Linked DNA regions of Mus musculus: all the other regions are linked to region 4. Evidence: chromatin contacts called from public ChIA-PET, Hi-C and HiChIP or PLAC-seq data. All regions are on one chromosome and are shown on one strand. Each heading gives the region's core, a stretch centred on a gene start, on an enhancer-like site or on the middle of the called end of the contact. The rest is flanking DNA. Distances are from core to core; before and after follow the strand shown.

Region 1 (2,700 bases), core at 142-2,641, 460 kb before region 4:
GGCTTCTGATTGGTCCACATCTAACGAAGTGTCAGTTGGGCGTACAGTATTAACTCCAGAATAACTTTGCAGTGCAATGTGGCTGCTAAACGGCTTTCTCTCTGGCCTCCTGAGTCACGATGGCCCCTCTGAACGGAGCATTAGAAAAGAACCCTGTCAGGGTCAGAGCACTTGAACGGTGTATAAGCTCCACAGAACAGAGCTTTGGCTGACGGCTGCCAAGAAACTTCTGGGTGGCCTCTAAGTCAACAACAAGCAGAAAGTTTGTGGTGTGTCACCTGCCCAAAACATGACACTCTTACTTTTTCTAGTGGCTGTACCCAGCCTGGCTCCTGGGACATCTGCAGCCCCGCTGGCATCCTGATTTGTTTGAGTAGACTTATACCTTGTACCACAGAACCCCTCAATTGCTTTCACTGAAACTTGACAATAGAAATCAGCTCTCATGACCTGCAGGTCTGACATTTAGGAAAACCAGCTTCTAAAAAATACTAAACCATCCTGACTGTGTCGCTTAGTAAGTGTATTTCCTCTACGATGGCAGCACGGACTCGGTTTTGAACTGGCTTAGACTCATCTCTCACAGGCTTGGGAACTATTGTCTTTGTGAATAAACTGGTCAAGGAGGAACACACCCCGAGATGTCACCACTGAGCCGTCCTCCTGGAGAAACGTGGCAAGGCCCGATCACCATGGAAACTGGGACCTCTCACAGCATAGCACAAGTGCAGAATGGCCACCCATCTTTATTAACGTCTGACTGGGGCTGGAGAGAGGGCTCAGTGGGTGAAGAGACTTGCGATGGGAGAACCTGATGACCCAGGGTCAGGCCTCGGAACCCACACAAAGCTGTACAACTCTACACACCTACTGTGGCGCACACAGCCACCCAACAGCAGATACACACAAAACGAGCAGAAGAAAAACCCGCAAAAATCTCCATATTCAATTTGACTATCTTTGGAATTCTTCATTAAGGTTTTCACGAAATACAAAGCTCAAACATAATTGCCTACATCCACCACAAAATAGAATCAAGTAAGTGGTTAGCACACAAACATAACGATCTTTTTCATTTTTAAAAATATAAATAACAAAAACGTTCAGGGGTTTTACAGTTTTCTTAACGTGTGTGTGTGTGTGTGTGTGTGTGTGTGTGTGTGTGTGTGTGTGTGTCTTTTTAAGGCTTTGTGTTGCAGACTGGTACTTGTGCCCTGGTATCAGGGTGCACTGCCCACCAGCAAGGAAGGCCGCTGTGGATACATTCCTGAGGGTGCCACACACCCATCTCCGCCGCCTCAGCCTGGGGAAACCCGTGCCAGACACCCTCCATCAGGCCGCAGGTCACCGACTCTCTTCCACAGAGCGTGCAAGCTCGCAGAAGACCAACCGTGAAAGGCAAGAGAGATTCCTGGAAAGCCTCTTCCTGTTACTCAGGAAGCCCCCAGTAACCCACAACTCAAACCGCAGTTTGTAGTGAAATCGCTTTCAGATTGAACAGTGGTGAGAGTGGCAGCTTTTGCCCAGGGCTTACAGGAGCGATTAAAGAGGAGAGGTCAACGTTGGGAAAACACCACCGAATACAGATGTCCCCCCAGGAGTCCCATGGCCGGTGAGGGCTGGAGGGAGGGAGATGGCCCCTGCCTTGGGCCTGAAGTCCGAGGGAAGCGACTCCAGCAGGCACCTGACCTGCTCCTGGCCCAGCTTTATCTTGTCATCCAGCTTCCGCTGCTCAATGAGGAGTGTGGACTTCATCTTCACGAAGTGCTGGTAGTCCTGCAGCTGCTCGGCGGACAGGTAGTTGGCCAGGATATCCAGCACCACGCGCTCCCTCCGGTCCAGGTTCTCCTTGAGCTCCCGTGCATCCTCATGCTGGCCAGCCAGAACCTTCCTTTTCTCGTTCAGAGAACTCTGCCAGGGTAAAATGAACAGGTAAGGCAGCCATAAGACAAGGAGGCAGACTCCTGCCTCTCACAGGGCTGCAAACCAGTGCTCTACTCAACAGTGCGAAGGATGGATGGATGTACCTATAGCCATTATTACTATCTGTTTTCTCTCCTTATGTTGAACACTCTGTGGTGGGTAAATGGCTGTGGTAACAACCTGCCCTTTTTAGCTCTACACTTACTGAGCCAATCCTCAAGTTCTCTGAGTACTTTGTGCCCCACCTCTCCATCTGCTGAATAAAAACTTTGCAGGGGGCTGGAGAGATGGAGCCCTGGTTCGGAGCACAGACTGACTGTTGTAGAACATCTGAATTCAATTCCTAGCACCCACATGGCAGTAACAATGGTCTCCAACTCCAGGGCCAGGACAATCCATGCCCTTTTCTGGCCTCTTCTGGTAATGCACATGGGGAGCATATATATATATATATACACACACATATATATATATATATATGCCTATTAGCTTATATATATGTGTGTGTATTTGCCTATTAGCATATATATATATGCATATACATATATATACATATTTATACATATATATATATATGCTAAAAAAGGTTTTTAAACCATCTGCAGGCAGGGCTCTGAACTCCGTGCCTCCCAATCTGTAACAATGGGGATATATTCCTCATCTTTAACAAAACCAACATCCCTGCCACCCCGGGCTGCTGCTTGGCCTCTATCCATGAGTAAAACTCTGTTCAAGAAGGACGTTGGTGTCGTACTTCAGAGTTTCCCACACCAGCCC
Region 2 (2,700 bases), core at 126-2,625, 430 kb before region 4:
CATGCGTTCCTTTATTTAATGCTCACAATGACCAGGTAAGACAGGCATCATTAACTTCATCTTAGAGAAAAGGGAGCCACGATCAGAGAGTGCTCAGGCTCGAGCACTGAAGGCAAGGAGTGAGAATGAGCAAGGTCAAACCCCAAACCTCAGGCACTCTGCTATTCCCTCCCGCCCCGCCTCCCAACATGCTAGGTACCCACACTTGGCCTTGCAAAGGGGAATCTTGCGGTGTGGGGGCCTAATCTCTGGAAGAGGTGGCTCAGATGGTGTGAACTGGTCCCCTTAAAGGGCTGCAAAATCTACAATGGGGAAAGGAGGGTCTAGAGGAAGGAAGATAATTAGGAACCACTTCTTCCTGTGGCCTGATGTGTCTTCTAATATGACGGGAGAATTTTATCCTGTGTCTACCACTCAGAGGTCTATGATTTGCCTTTGAGCAAGTCATGATCCTTAGGGGCTCTAATTGAGTCCTAACAGCCACCATCTGTTAAGTAATCCTTCCAGAAGCCTCCTAGTGGCTTTCTTTAACACGCATGCACACACAAATGCCACTTCCTGCATCTCATTTCTATTATGTTTGAAATGTCCTTCCACCTCCCTGTCATTGCCCTGTCTCTGTCTGACTCAAGTGGTAATACTGTGTGGACCCTGAGTTCTCAGGGTCAAATGGATGCGACCTTGAACACACAGCTGGTGTGGGGAATCCGGACTCAGCTTGTTCTTCAGTATGTCTGAGTGTCTGGGTTTGGATCCCCTTTCCCCAGTTCCTCTCAGATGCGTGAGGCCCGATTTCGAGAAGAGAGCCCTCTGTTTGCCACATTCAGGGTGGCTCTGTTCATTCTTTAACAACCTTAACTAGCACCAGGGTGACTAGGAAGCAGAAGTGTAACCCAGCAGCTATGTGCACATACTGTGGCACCTGGCTCAGATCTGTCCTGACTCACATACTGATCAGCTGTCCATACTTGGATTAATCTTTGCACCGTTCAACTTCCTGTTCTGCAAAATACTTATGTGTTCAAGTGGTGCTGCATGCAGAAGAGGGAAATGAAGGGGTCACATGAGATCAATGTCAATTTCATCATGTGTCACTGAAAAACCCTCTATCCTATTCCTATCTGCTTCAGGGCCATGCTAGGCAGATGGCTTTGATGGAAGGAGGAAAAAAAATATCAAGTGTAACATTTAAATATAAGAATATCACCAATTCAGCTGTAAATATGAACAATTTTTGACTAGTGCAGACAGGACATTGAAGCACCCAGAATGGAAGTCTTCAGTTTTTCAAATATGGGATTATAATAGGCATTGAGAAACAGCTGACTGTGAATGGGTTCCATAAATATCTCAAACGACCAGCCATGATCAAAGTATTTCCAGTCTCCCAGTCTAGTTCAGAATGTGATGTAAGGATGAATCACCCACATAGTTAGCATTTGAAGAGGATGAAGAAAAGACATTTTGGGGGTAAACATGACCTTTGAAAGAGAGAAACCCTTAGATGCCAGCTGTGGCCACTCACCTGGAATGGTAGCTCTGGTGCCAAGGAGGGCCCATTGTGCCCTGAGATATCTGCATCATGCTGACATCAGGCTGTGTCTCCCCAAATTTGGTGGTATGCCACGAGTGAGGGCGAGTGGCAGGCTCACTGCACCTGTGGAGACATAGGAGAGGGACCCTTCAGCACCAGCAGCTTCTCAGCTGAGTCCCCTCATGAAATGAAGTAGCCTGGGTCCCAGCGATCACAAATCAAAGTACTGCTCGCTTCTCCGAGCACTGTGTCCCTTCCGTTTTACTTTCTATTTTGACATCACACAGGAATGCTGCAAAGTTAGTACAACTTTATTTAGGCTTCCTACATGTTGGTATTTTATGCCTTCTGAATATAAGGACATGGATGCCTGGGTCTTCCTGAACCTCTAGCTTTATAGAAAAACAGGAATACTAAAATTCCTTCCTGTTTCCCAAGGGACTTTGCATAGATGCACGGTAAAAAGCATACCCGGGTTTTTCAAGTCCTCTTTCGGAGCCTGGGTGGACGGTGCTGCTATTATCACTGTCTCGGAGGAATGGTATGGAAGTCAGAGGCTGCCCTGCATTGACAGCGACCGCTCTAAACCACAGTCTAGAGAACAAAGTGTTCTCGGAAAGACTTTCTCATTTTGCAAGCTGGTGACTTCAACCTTTAAGCATCCTGCCGTTAAAGCACAAAGATCTGATGGAGCCAAGGAGAAAGCGTGGGTATCCTTTAGACTGAGCATGAATGAGCTCTACAAGGAGTCAGAGGCACGAGTCAGCTGCTGGGCAGTATTTTTGGCATCAAAGTGAGAGGACCATCCAGGCATCCCATGCTGACAGCTATGAGATTGTGTGGAAATATTTCTCTAGTTTAGAAACACTTTGGGATTCAGGAAGTCCCTTGATAAGATGAAGATGATAGATGTAACGTATCCCAAGCCCTCGAATTTGCTGTGAGAGAGTTGATGGGATAGAGCCAGGGGGACAAGCCCGTTAGTCAGGCCTACCTAAAAGGATGGGCAAAGGGGGGAGGAAGAAGTTGAGGATGGATGACGAAGGGAATGAGAACGGATAGGAGGAAGTACTGATCGTAACCACTCTTCCAGCTCTAACAAGTATTTCTGAAGTATTGGAGTAATTATAAAGACGGGGCAGGGCCAGCCAGATGGCTCAGACACT
Region 3 (2,809 bases), core at 124-2,623, 340 kb after region 4:
ACAGAAGTAGTAAATTTGAATAACAAAGTGGTTTGTCTAACTAAATACTTGCTAAGCACAAGACGAAGAAGTAATACGCCTCACACGTGAGTTTAAAAGTTGGCCAACATCCACCTTTCCCAAAGGCACTTTCCGTAACTCATGAAGGTATATTCGCAAAAAGGGAAAATAAGCATCAAGCTCTCTCCTTTCCAAATCAACTTACATCGTTGCGTATAATTTCTCTGGAATCTGCTAGTAAGTCCATTAATCTTGAAACACCTAGAACATACAACCATAAGAACAGAAACATCATTACAGGCAAACCAAACACACGAATGGTGATTTAAGTTACAATTTACCAGGTCACTGCTTCAGTCCTGGCAGCGACCCTTACTTTGGCCTCAGAGCTCCTCAGGGGAGCCGCTTACCCATGGGGCTGACTAGGATGATCTGCTGCACGGGAGGCCCTAGCTGCTTTAAAAGAGAAGTCAGGAGTCTCACGCCAGGCCAACGGACGTGGAAATCAAACTCCTGCAATGGAAGAATTTCAGCTGTTTAGCAACTAGAATTGCTATTTTCAAGGAAAACATTGTTTTCAACTAATAGTGCAATAAGAAACTACAAGAGAAAAACAGAATTTCAGTGAACTTTAAAAATGAATTTTAAGAAATGAAAAGTTAATGTTAATTGAGTAAACTCACTAAAATGTTAATGATAAATACTTTGTAAAACTAGAAATAGGATGCTATTATTTTAATAGATCACTTATTTTCTCTATCGAGTATGTGAATCCTTCCCATGCATTCAAAAGCATGCTATAGAGCAAACTTCCCTCACTCCCTGGTCAAGTGTGCAGGAAGTACCACCCACAAAGGCAAGGAAAGCAGCCGATTAGCGTGACAGGATGGCAAGGAGCCCTATTTACCTCCAACAAAGATAACAGGAGAGTGACATTTTCTGGCTGCTTAATGAAAATTTCTGTAAACTGGCTTCCCAAATCCTCACTCTGTCTTGTAGAATTTTCTTCTGTAATATTCAAAGAACAAAGTACTTCAACATGATGCTATGTTAAAGTGTCCTTTCACTGACGAGTTAAACAGAAATGGTAATTTTCCTGGAATATAAACAATTCAACAGTACGGCTGGGATCAGTAATGCAATTAAGATTGAAACTGTATTTGTAAACTCACTTTCAAGGTCAGTTGGGCATCACATTTCCGTAAAAACGTAAGGCTAAACTTTTATTAGGATAAGACGTTTGTTTAGGGCAACAGAAATATTGTCTTGATTGTGGTAGAGGTTATATGATTTTGTTTTTCAGTGCAGGGGTTTGGACTCAGGGCTTGCTTTATGGCAGGAAAGCGCTTAACCACAGTGCCACATCCCATCAACCACTACTGAACTCTTTTGTTGAAACTTGTAAGACTATACAACGTCTATGAGCAAACTGTATTTTACGTTAATTATACTCCAAGTCAGTACACCTCAAAATGGCAGTCTCTGCTGATTTGTACCTATCAGTACAGTTTGATTATAAAATTAAGTCAATCACCTTCAGATCAACCAGTATTGTTTTTATATAGAACCTAGACAAGTATTTGGCCATAGAAGCAGAATTAAACACTGAATTTCTTTACAATGTTAGGTATAAAATGATTAAAATTGCACAGGCCTAAGTGGCAGTGGTGCCTGTACTCCCGGCACTCATGGGGCTAAGGCAAGATGATGGCCTTGAGTTTGTCACAGCAACTGAATGAAACTAGAACAAAAATTAATACTAGGAGTGGGGTGCTGGAATAAAGCTAACCGTGTGGCTTTTGTGCCTTTTGTTGGAGGACTGTGGAGGTTCTGGAACTCTGAGTTAGAAAAGTCATCCAACACTCAACAAGGCATTCATTCTTGAGGAAGCTTGAAAGAAACACAGACAATGGAGGCCTGGCTTATGGGGTTTCAAAGAGGAGCAAAGACTCCTGGGTTCAGTTCCTAGCACCCAGACGGTGGCCTAAACTATCCATAACTCCAGAGCCCAAGTTTGAGGGACCCGATGTACTCTTCTCACCTGCATGGACATCAGGGGAACACATGGTAGGCATGCAAGCATGCAGGCAAAACATTCATTCAGATATAATACATATACTCCCCCCAAGAAAAAAGAACCTGTGTATACTTACTGGTCTGTTGGGACTGAAGAATTAGCTATGATTAGCTACAGATAGGTTCACTGGGGCAATGGGATGCTAACTGGCTACGGCTGAAAAGTCAGCTGCAATTGGTAAGAGATCTGCTTCACTAAGGAGAAATCTCTGTGCTTCACTGGGACAACAGCAAAGTCTTTCCCTAGGGTTATACACAGAACCTGTGGTCCAAGGGGGCCAAGCCTGTATCTCAAGCTGACACTTGAACTCAGCAAGGTCTAAGAGTGCCTTTGTGGTACTGGTTTTGAAGGCTCGATAGGTGAAAGATGGGAGTGGGGTTGGAGGAGTGTCTTAGAGAGCAGCTGAAACCTGGCACTGTGAGGAGAGGTCAAGAGAGTCCCTGGTGAAGGTGTAGCCTCAGTGACAGGAGAGCTCAGCCCCCATGCTTGGCACTAATCCCTGAGCAGGCAGTCCTGGGGTGTATCAGAAAGCTGGCCAAGTACAAGCCTGCGAGTAGCCAGTAAGGCATATTCCTCCATGATTTCCGCTTCAACTTCCTACCCTGACTTCCTTCAACAATAGACTGTGAGATGGAAGTGAAGGCCAAATAAACCCTTTAATCCCCAAAGTTGCTTCTGATCATGGTGTTTGTTATAGTAGAATAAAACATACACAAATGCTAAATTATTTAA
Region 4 (2,700 bases), core at 113-2,612:
AGAGGGAGAGGAGAGAGAGAAATCTGTGCAGGTGCAATTGTCCTGAGTCTAACTAACTATGTAGTACACCAGCAACAGTGTAACTTTCATCTAAATTCATTTTTTTCATTGCACATACCTCCCCCCCCCCATTTTCTTTTAGATTTTATTTTACTCTGCTGGGTTTTTTCCTTTATCTATTTTTTCAATTTTAAGACAGAGCTTCTTTTGTGTGCTTCTATTTTGCTTGTTTTCTTTCCTCTTTTGAGACAAGGTCTCCCTCTATGGTACAGGCTGCCTCCAGTGTCACGATTATTTGAGTGTTTTCCATCCTGGTGGGCTGACTCCTTAATGATAAGGACACTGGCCTGGCCAAGAAAATGTCAGTTCAGATCTTCCCCTGCAGATGGCATTAGTGACTGATGAGCCTCTCAGCTGTTGAACACGACTGAAATCTATCCCAAGCTGGTAAAGACTAACTTCTCAAGGTTGCTCCCAGTCCGCTGATTAAGCACAACAGGGATATTTAAGGCAGGTCTACATCTGAGATATGTCAGAATTTGGGGACATGCCAGTTTGCCTCAAGGACTACTCTCTCCCCACGGCTTTGCTGAACTTGTAGGTATTACTTTGCACCCAGCTTCCCTACTTGCCTTTTCCCATTAACGAAATCACACCCCACCCCCCACATCCCAACTCCAGTTCCTCTTACAACCTGTACAGCACTTCTTTCTGCTTCATAATAGGGCTGCCGCGTGTTTGTGTGTCTGTATGTGTGTGCCAGTCACGGAACTAACCCTTATTCAACTGATGATGACAAAATAGACAACAAACACCTGCTCTACTTGACTTGCTTCTCTGTTAACGCCCTTTATCAGGACACAGAGCCTTTCAAAATCTGATCTCCGAGGGCTTGGCACCACAAACCCTACAGCATAAGGCCTAGACTACTCAACAGTTAACTCCCTTGCCTTCAGTCTGCGGAGGCAAACGCCTCCTCCTCACTTTCTTGAGGACACACTCTGACTTATTCCTGAAGACCCAGTTCAACCCAACAAGGCTCTGCAGGTACAAATCAGGCACAAGTCAGCAGGCACCTTGTAAAAGCATTAGTTACATTGTACTTAAATCTTCCAAGGAACTCGGGAGATCCTCTGGAGTAAGGGAAACCGCGCGTCCAGCCGGGGTTCCCCATGCTTGGCCCACCGTGGGCCCTCAGCAGAGATCTGAAGGAGAAAGAAAGCGGCAGAGCGAATGGGGAAGGGCGATTTCAGTTCCCTGGATGACCGCGCCGCCTGCAGGGAGAGGATGCAGGCGCAACCCCGCCGAATCGCAGGGGCCGCTGCAGGGCACATGACTGAAGGCCTCCGCCCGGCCCCTCCCGCTTCCCGGCGCAGTCGCCAGCCGTCACCATCACCGCCGCCGCGGCTTGCTGGCGAGCCCCACCAGCCCGCGTCACCGCTCTGCGCGCTCCCTGCACCTCCCTGGCTGCAGCAGCCGGAGAAAACGAAAGCCAGGCGGCCCCGGCACTCGCGATCGCACCGGCTCTGCTGCTCATTCCGGTATCTACTCCAGGGCTGTGCGCACTGCGCGGGCAGCGGCTGAACACGCACGGAGAAGGTGCGGGAGCCGCAGGGGCCCCGGGCTTTGGGCGGCTGCTGCTCGGCCTTGGCGGAGGCTTGTTCCAGCTCGCCGTTCGGTCCCAGGCCTGGCCGGTGAGCTGCGCGCAGTATGGGCAGATGCTGCTTCTACACGGCGGGGACGCTGTCTCTGCTGCTGCTGGTGACCAGCGTCACGCTGCTAGTGGCTCGAGTCTTTCAGAAGGCGGTAGACCAGACGATCGAGAAGGTGAGGCAGGCTAGTGTGTGTGTGTGTGTGTGTGTGTGTGTGTGTGTGTGGTGTCTTTCTAGGCCACCCTCCCATTGCGGACCCTGTGTGGGGAGAGTTGCGTTGGCGCCGAGCCTGCAGAACACAGCTCTTGTTTGCCTCCCCGGGTTGGCAGGATGTGGAGACTTGAGGTGACTCTTCCTTTTAAATAACCTGTAAGTCTACAGATCTCGACTTTGTAGAAAAGCCTTGCGTTTCCGTTCTATCCTTAGCAATTCTCCACACCCCTCTACGCACCCGGTCTATGTTGAGCCCTGTTTCCCTCGCACTTGACAAAGAAATAGAAATGCGTAAAAGCACCGCAGAAGAGGCTGGCTTTGTAGGCTTGCCCGCGCAGCCTTTGAAACGGAGTGAGCCTGGGGATGAGAAGTGGGTGAGAGGTCTATTGTGTTCTCCTTCCTGGGCTGGACAGGGTAGGGTAGGGTAGGGCAGGGCAGGGCAGGGCAGGGCAGGGCAGAGCAGATGGCAAACAGTCTAGGCTTTAGGAATGGGTGACATTTTATCCATTGCAGTTAGTGCTTAGCGGCTCTGTGTCTCGCAGACAGCCCTGTCTCTGTTTCATACTTGTGCTCATCAGCCATTACTTGGGTAATTAACGAATTTGGACCTGTCTCCCAGGGTGTTTGATGGGGCCTGAAAACTGGTCATGTGGAAGACTTCTCCATCCTGGGGCCACCCTGGTCACTTTTTTCTTTTACCCTTTCACCCACATTCACCAGGCACGGTGGAAAGAGGAACTGGAGAGAGTTACTAGGGTCACCTTTTCCTTTAAAAATAAAGAGCTAAACAAATGAGTCACTGGGGTAGCCTTTCTCATTAGCATCATTCTTATGC

Evidence for each region. HiChIP or PLAC-seq counts read pairs in DNA pulled down with a chosen protein or histone mark. Hi-C and Micro-C count contacts between places; a contact is called where the count stands out from the background. ChIA-PET counts read pairs in DNA pulled down with a chosen protein or histone mark.
Region 1: a contact with region 4 is called in an RNA polymerase II ChIA-PET map of memory CD8 T cells, with 24 read pairs. The contact joins the enhancer-like site here to the promoter of Scarb2 in region 4. A contact is called at or near these places in 1 of 15 datasets of contacts at CTCF or cohesin (large pre-B cells), 2 of 484 Hi-C or Micro-C datasets (both in cortical neurons), 9 of 115 datasets of contacts at active chromatin or transcription factors (cardiomyocytes, craniofacial prominence, embryonic stem cells and 5 more) and 1 of 9 other capture datasets (adipose tissue).
Region 2: a CTCF HiChIP or PLAC-seq map of the NIH/3T3 cell line shows a contact between it and region 4, with 7 read pairs. The contact joins the enhancer-like site here to the promoter of Scarb2 in region 4. A contact is called at or near these places in 1 of 39 promoter capture datasets (frontonasal cranial neural crest), 1 of 15 datasets of contacts at CTCF or cohesin (the NIH/3T3 cell line), 1 of 484 Hi-C or Micro-C datasets (cerebral cortex) and 4 of 115 datasets of contacts at active chromatin or transcription factors (embryonic stem cells, large pre-B cells and pancreatic cancer cells).
Region 3: a contact with region 4 is called in a Hi-C map of CD4 T cells, with 2.3 times the contacts expected there. The contact joins the enhancer-like site here to the promoter of Scarb2 in region 4. A contact is called at or near these places in 1 of 484 Hi-C or Micro-C datasets (CD4 T cells), 1 of 115 datasets of contacts at active chromatin or transcription factors (bone marrow-derived macrophages) and 1 of 9 other capture datasets (adipose tissue).

Annotation. Positions count from the first base shown.
Region 1 is chr5:92,963,567-92,966,266 of GRCm38.p6, reverse strand. Shroom3 (shroom family member 3) reads right to left here. Exons shown (of 11, transcript NM_015756.2): 11 at 508-1,911. The coding sequence ends at 1,543. Among named protein-coding and RNA genes, the nearest start is that of Gm36764, 44 kb to the left of the region's middle. Within about 2 kb of position 1,391, at least 21 of the 459 cell types and tissues checked have an H3K27ac peak or open chromatin away from gene starts, as enhancers often do. A contact at or near this core is called in memory CD8 T cells and pro-B cells, where this site is marked.
Region 2 is chr5:92,932,711-92,935,410 of GRCm38.p6, reverse strand. Shroom3 (shroom family member 3) reads right to left here. Exons shown (of 11, transcript NM_015756.2): 4 at 1,526-1,657. Among named protein-coding and RNA genes, the nearest start is that of Gm36764, 75 kb to the left of the region's middle. Within about 2 kb of position 1,375, at least 49 of the 459 cell types and tissues checked have an H3K27ac peak or open chromatin away from gene starts, as enhancers often do. A contact at or near this core is called in the NIH/3T3 cell line and pancreatic cancer cells, where this site is marked.
Region 3 is chr5:92,164,730-92,167,538 of GRCm38.p6, reverse strand. Uso1 (USO1 vesicle docking factor) reads right to left here. Exons shown (of 24, transcript NM_019490.1): 5 at 908-1,008; 6 at 411-513; 7 at 206-261. Among named protein-coding and RNA genes, the nearest start is that of Gm25290, 27 kb to the left of the region's middle. Within about 2 kb of position 1,373, at least 29 of the 459 cell types and tissues checked have an H3K27ac peak or open chromatin away from gene starts, as enhancers often do.
Region 4 is chr5:92,504,319-92,507,018 of GRCm38.p6, reverse strand. It overlaps Scarb2 (scavenger receptor class B, member 2), which reads left to right and starts at 1,362. Exons shown (of 12, transcript NM_007644.4): 1 at 1,362-1,827. The coding sequence starts at 1,711.